2 separate regions of the Pan troglodytes genome follow, and region 2 is linked to region 1. A link is a contact called in public Hi-C data. All regions are on one chromosome and are shown on one strand. The core of a region is the stretch at or near the end of the contact, and the rest is flanking DNA. Distances in the headings are between cores, read along the strand shown. Region 1 has its middle 600 kb from the start of KCNH5. Region 2 overlaps RHOJ (ras homolog family member J).

Region 1 (3,357 bases), core at 347-2,846:
CATTTGTATTTTTTATTTTATTCATTGATATCTTCAGCTTTAAGACTTTTGTCTGGTTATTTTTTGTGACGTATATCTCTTTATTGAATTTCCCATTCAGATAGTGAATTATTTTCTTGATTTCATTGAATTATCTAGCTGTGTTCTCCTGTATCTTGCTGAGCTTCCTTGAGATCATTATTTTAAGTTCCTTTTCAGGTAATTTATACGTTTCCATTTCTTTGGTGTCAGTTACTTGCAAATTATTGTGTTCTTGTAGTGGTGTCATGTTTCCTTCCTTTTTCTTCTTTGTTATGATCCTGTGTTGATGTCTGCACATCTGATGGAGCAGTTGACTCTTCAGTTATATATTTCTGGCTTTCATAGGGAAAGACTTATGTGTAAATGAGTTGGAACTAAGATGTCAGTTGGACAGAGTGTGTTGGCTCTGGGTTCAGGTGGGCATGGTATTATAGTCTACATACATGTTCTTCAATTGTGATCAATGTCAGTGATGACTGCAGGCACCTCAGTGGTCTGGGCTTCAGGAGACTGTGGCAGGGGTGGTTGCAGGGTTGGTTGTTAGAGTTCATAGTGGCAAACTTTTTAGGAGTCTTTTATTTTCTTTCCTCACAGTGGGAGACTTAGCTGATGGGGTCCTCATTGGTGTTGGGTCTGACACGGGCCATAGGCAGCTCAGGAGCACTATGTTCCAGGGTACAGGTGCTCAGAATGGCTGTGGAGCTGGTATACTGGATTCAGTGTCCTGTTGAACTATTGTAGCACCTTTGATAAGAGTGAAGGTTTACTCTCTGAGGCACAGTGGATGCAGCTCTCCCACCAAGCTGAGGACTGTAACGCTAAAGGCACTCTCCAGTAGCTCAGCCACAGGAGACAGAGATGTAACTGTGACTCCGATCCTCCAGCACTGGCAAAACTCCAGGAAAGGAGGAGTGTTTCACAGGTTCAGGCCCCAGGAAGAGGGCACAACTGCAATCCAGGTCCTGGAGCCAGCAGAGCTCAGTGGCAAGTTGGGCACAAGAAAAAGGAGATATTGCATAGTGGTGACTGGACCCTGGAGTAGTGGGACACAATAGTGGCCCAGGCTCTGTACATCCTGTTGCAGCAGCAGCAAAGACCCAGGAATGGTAGGAAAGCTGTGACTTGGGCCCTAGGTGGTACAGAACACTGTAAGCATGGTGCCACTCCCCAAGGAGATAGGATATCTTAGCAACTCAAACTCTGGAAGGCTGGTTCTGATCTAGGGAGGTAAGGCACTGTGGATCTTTGGCCCAGAGGGTGAAGAAGCACAGCTCAGGAAGGCTCTATTTCCTTGGTGGGGCAGGGTGCTATGTCAGCTCAAGCACAAGGAAGGTGTGGCTGTTGTACTGGACTGATGTTCCAATTCTGGGAGAGGAAGAATCAGGTGGGACCCTGGGTTGGTTCAGGTCCTAGAGGATGAGGTTGCTATGCAGACTTGGGTGTAGTTTCTCTCTTTCACAATGATCCTGGTACCCAGGGAGATCAGAGTGCCACACTGGGTTGGACGCCAAGGTTATGGCTCCTCTCTTCATCTGGAACTCCAATTTCAGGAGGATGAGGCACCAGGTTGACTCAGGCACTAGGGGGCACAGTTGCTCCACTGGCTCAGGCATGGATTCTCTGCTGAGCCAGAGCACTTGGTCCCTGAGAGGCAGGACACCCCATGTGCCAAGGTTGCAGCTGCTCCCTTGGGTAGAAGCTCCAATTTCCTCAGCACAAGGCACCAGATTAGTTCAGGTGCCAAGGGTATGTAGCTGCTCTGGTAAATCCATTATATCTTACTCACTGGGCTGAAGGGTATGGTCCCTGAGGGGCAGGGTGCTGTGTTGGCTGTGCACGGGGTCACAGCTACTCTCAAGCCAATGCTTGATTCCTGTGGAGCAGGCGATAGGTTGGTTTGAGCATCAGGGAGAACAGCTGCTCTGCTGGGCCTAGTCTTTGAGTAGCTGGGGTTGAAGGGAGCAGCAATTGGGATTGGGGAAGTGGAATGCTTCCTATGCAGCTTATTTCAAGATGGTAGGGGGCTACAGAAGCTCAGTGAGGAAATGGTATCCTACCATGTGTGTGAAAGTGGGGGTGCAATGATGGCAGAGCCTCAGGGATGGAGGGATACAATGGCTACTGGCCCCCAGAACAGAACACACTCTAGCAGTAGCTCTGGTTTTAACATGTTGCAGTGCAGGAGCAGTTTGATTCACAGGGTGCAAGGTACAACATAGGCTCATCTGGAGTAGTGCCTCCATGTGAATTCTATGCAGCTCCCTTAGCTGGGCTCAGGGTCTTTGAGGGCTGCAGGATCCATTAGTAGTGAAGACTGTGAGTGTCCTCTACAGTGATGGAGGCTGCTAGGGGCCTTCTGCTTATCTTTTCCTTGCAAGGAGAAGTCCCTCCTGGTCCCAAGCTGATCTCAACTGAGGAGGAAGAGGGTATGGTGGATACATGATGTTTCTTTCTCTTCTGGATGTGTACATCCTGAGTTTCTGTGCTCCACAGAGTTTCTGCCACTCCCTTGCTGTTCCCCAGCACTCTCCTTTAGTCACTGTGGTTGAAATGTAGTTGTTCATTCATCATTTGGGTCCTTTTTTGTTGGGGGCAAGTGTTAGGCACCTCTAGTGAGCTGTCTTGCTGACATCACTCTCTGTAGCATTTAATAATGGAAAATTTATTTGTAGAACTATGCCTGTCCTACATCTTCTTTCTCTTATCTTTCTAAACTGATTATTTGAATATTGGACATCTAGGACTGAATCTTTAATCTTTGCTCTCTTGTTCTTCACATCTTATTGCTGTTTCTATTTCTAAGAAATTTCCTTAAAATTATTTTATACTGAATTTCTCATTAATAGTAACTTTTAAGTGCTCTTTTATACTTTCTCAGAATATATTATTTTAAAGCTTCTTGAAACTGTTATTGCAAAATTATAACTGAGACAGTGAAAGAGATCTTACCTAACCAACTCTGTCTTACTTCTAACCTCCAAGCTGTCCTTGTGCATTCCTGGGTGAAGGCTGAACTAACTTTAAGAGGAACTTAGTTTATAGTTTAAAACAAAGACAATAACAGCCCTTTCCCAAAACAAACCTCCTTGCCTGGGGACTAGACTGTCTTTGTGGGACTAGACTGCCTTTGTAGTACTAACAAATTAGCCAAACATTCAAAATTATGGTTTAGGAGTCATGTAGCTGGAGGCTACAAGATTCTGACTCTCCCTAAACTGCACCGAAAATCAGTGTTTGAGATATTTGGCAGACCCTGAACTTGATGGGTCAGCTGGCACCACCCATATTGATAAACTGGCTCATCTGATCTGTGGCCCCCACCCAGGAACTTACTCA
Region 2 (3,357 bases), core at 571-3,070, 820 kb after region 1:
CTAACTAGCGCCAGACGTCCATGGAGTCCTTAGGATCCTAAGTACTTAATAATATCTCTCACTTCAGCCTCATAATAACCCTCTTAAGCAGATAGCGTTGGTCTCAGCTTACAGATGTGGAAACAGTCTTAGAAGACAAGCACATAGCTAATAACAAAGTCAAAAACTTCCAATCCAGCTCTGTGGACATCACCACCCATGTACCTGACCGTCACGTAAATGACCTCCAACTGTGTATCTTTCCTTGGGTGAAATGGGTTTATGCCTGTAGGTGCTTCTACCTTCTCCTCAAACATTCAGCCTCAAATGCTCTCATTAAGATACCTAAATATGTAGCTCCATAAATAATTGTAGGTTGTTCCTTTCTACACATTTTTCACAGCCAGGCTGTCCCCATTGGCCGCCATCAGCTTCTTGCAGGAACTCACGTTCTGTGTTCCTTCATGCCGTCAGCTTCCTAGCCTCACTTCTCATTGGGGAAGTTGTTTTTTTTCTGTCTGAAAAGAAGTCGTTTCAAAGCCTCCCATCTCATTTCATACTTATTTTTGGAACAATGGCTGAGTTCACCATTTATATTGCCTTTTGCTAGTTTCTCCTAGCAACTGCTCTCAGATACAGACGGAATCATGTTTAGCTTACAAAATCCAATTTAGAAGAAAACCTAGCAAGATTTTAACTTGTTTTATCACAATTCGTGTAATTATAGAGATGCTTTAAGTTTCTCTACTCTCTGACTTTTCTGTCAAGTAGTTTATAATCTCAGCTAGCATTTATGGAGTGTTTATAATGTGCTAGGCTTGGTGCCAGGCGCCTTACAGCCTTTGTCTTAATTAATCCTCACAGCAACCCCCTGAGGTGTGTATATTATTATCTCCACTTTCCTACAAGAAACTGAGGCTCAGAGAGGTTAAGATCGCCCAGCTAGCAAGTGGCAGAGTGAGGATAGAAAACTGTGCTTTAACCACCCGCTCTTCTGCCTCCCTCCTATAATCTGAAAAGAAACCTTTAGGTTTGGGGCTTCTTTTTTATATACTGGAGTCCCTTATTTTCATGTGCAAAGTTCCCCCACAACTTAAAGGCTTTGCAAGTTCAGATTTTTCATATCTGATTCTTTCTGTTCAATACTTTTCCATTTCCAAAGCATTCTCCACCTAACATCTCTTTTTGGTCTCAAAGGGTGTTTTATTTTCAAAGGACATTTTTATATCATACATATTTACAATTCTTTATACTCCAAAGTCAACCACATTTACATATTTTGCACTAATTTATTATAAATATTCATTATTCTTTGACTTCTTTTATCCTCCCTCTTTTTATTACTGTAGTTTTTAATCCTCAGCCTACTTTTCCCATTCTTTTACACATTTGTAACTGTCCCTATTGCTGCTAGAATTATTAAACAACAATTGATTAAGCACCTAATATGTGCCAGGTGCTATGCTGGATGCTACACTGTTTAGTTCTAAGATTGTAATTCTTTGTGCGTTCTCTTTCCCAGTTCCATCTAATACAGTCCAAACATGATCTTCTAAGTTCAGACTTTCTAAGGTATTTTTTGATACAGGAATTTGCCATTTTTTTTTTTTTAATCTCTGGGTTCTCTTTGCCCTCTCCGGCCATCTTCTTCACACTGTGCCTTTTGTTGTTGTCACTCTTTAACTTGGCACCTGCTAAGTTTCCTGCTGGGTTTTTAACATGCGCAGGTGGGATTTAAAGCAGCAAAATTGCTGCAAACATCCTGTCATCAATGTTCAGTCACGTTAATCAACTGGAGTCTTTAATGCCCTCTTCCTGACTGGAAGAGTCACTGCCACCTGCCTTGTGCTGGCCATTTTCCCTTTCTCCCTTGGTCATTGAAAGTCACTTCACCGCTGGTGTCTGGGTTACAAAGGCCAGAAGAGGAGGGAGACAGGCAAACAAAAGCATGCCACCTGGATAAACACAGTAACACACATCTGGGCAATGTACCAGGTAGCACAGAAGAGAGAGAGACTAATACATTCACGGAAGGAGCTTTCAGAGATTTCTTTAACCAGTTAACATCTTATCCAGGTTTGAAGGATGAGGAAAAGTTTTTCAGGTGGGCAAAGGGGTCTGGGGAGGGCACAAAATTCTAGACAGGGAGACCATGACATGCAAAGGCATCCTTTAAAGCATAGGGAGCAGATTGGCAACTGACGGGCCAAAGTTCACCCACAAATGTTTTCATCACTCCAAACACGTATTTTTAATGCAATTTAGTGGCCAACATTTAACAGTTTGGAAACATATTTCTAGCTTCTTAAAGAAATTCGGAAGGTCGAGCAACTCTAGCCCAGCATTTCCTCATCAACAGAAACTGTTAAACAGTCTCTTAGATTAAGCATGTATTCTTCAGTCTGCCACAATCCCCACCACTCCATATTATCCTATACTCAAGTAACACACTTTACATTAGCCACCCTTGAATTGGCATCTCTGCATTATAGTCTTCAAAGATCAGCAGCAAATCTGTCTGGCCTAGAAATGTTTTTCCTCTTTCACCAATTTGATCATAATGCTGACTTGTTGAGATGGCGGCTTTTCTCTTACAACCTGTTTGGTTCTTTTTCTTTTTCTTGGCTCTCTATTTGCCTTCTCTGTGTGCCTTTGCTAATTCTCAAATGAGGAATACAGAACTACTCTGCTACTAGCCATTTCTTTAGATACGAGCTTACTCTGTTTATTCCACTAACATCTTCTCTTCTTTTCTCTCCATTTACAGGACATGCCTTCCTTCTTCCCTTCTCTCATCACCTTTACTATATCCGTAACAGCTTTGCCCATTTATTCATTAATTTTGCTCTTTCAGCCACAATTTCATTACATTTGCTAGAGACAGCCCAAAAGAGTAGTTAAGACTTTGGCTCAGGAGGCAGACAAATTCGAATCTCTGCCATTTTCTTAGTTGTGTGGCCATAAGGGAGGTTACTTAGCCTCTCTGGGTATCAGTTTCCTGAGCTGTGAAATGAGGATGGTGACAGACTTTTCCTTGTAAAGTTCTTGTGACAATGAAATTAGCTCATGTACCACAAGGTCCAGCTCAGCAAACTATAGTTGCTGTTGAATCCATGAGCCCTCTCAGACATGTCTACAGCTGGGAAGATCTCTTTGCCTTTATCCCTTCCAGTTACTTTCTATCTTATTCTATAACTTGTCCTGCCCCAACTAGAACAACACGGAAGAAGTACTAGGTTTTCTTTTACTTGATTAGTCATTATGTTTTTTTTTTTTTATTTCTTATCACTCTTGTATCTTCTGTACATCGCTGATAAATGTCCCTGCTTTTGAGATAAGTTTTAGCTATTATAAAACAATCAGAAAAGTGTTTTTTCA

What was found. A called contact is a pair of places that touch in the nucleus more often than the background predicts.
Region 2: a contact with region 1 is called in a Hi-C map of induced pluripotent stem cells, with 3 times the contacts expected there. The contact joins two enhancer-like sites. A contact is called at or near these places in 2 of 7 Hi-C or Micro-C datasets (both in induced pluripotent stem cells).

The regions. Positions count from the first base shown.
Region 1 is chr15:60,437,360-60,440,716 of NHGRI_mPanTro3-v2.0_pri, forward strand. No RefSeq gene overlaps it. Among named protein-coding and RNA genes, the nearest start is that of KCNH5, 600 kb to the right of the region's middle. Within about 2 kb of position 1,597, at least 1 of the 24 cell types and tissues checked has an H3K27ac peak or open chromatin away from gene starts, as enhancers often do. A contact at or near this core is called in induced pluripotent stem cells, where this site is marked.
Region 2 is chr15:61,261,866-61,265,222 of NHGRI_mPanTro3-v2.0_pri, forward strand. All of the region lies in intron 5 of RHOJ (ras homolog family member J), which reads left to right. Among named protein-coding and RNA genes, the nearest start is that of GPHB5, 32 kb to the right of the region's middle. Within about 2 kb of position 1,821, at least 3 of the 24 cell types and tissues checked have an H3K27ac peak or open chromatin away from gene starts, as enhancers often do. A contact at or near this core is called in induced pluripotent stem cells, where this site is marked.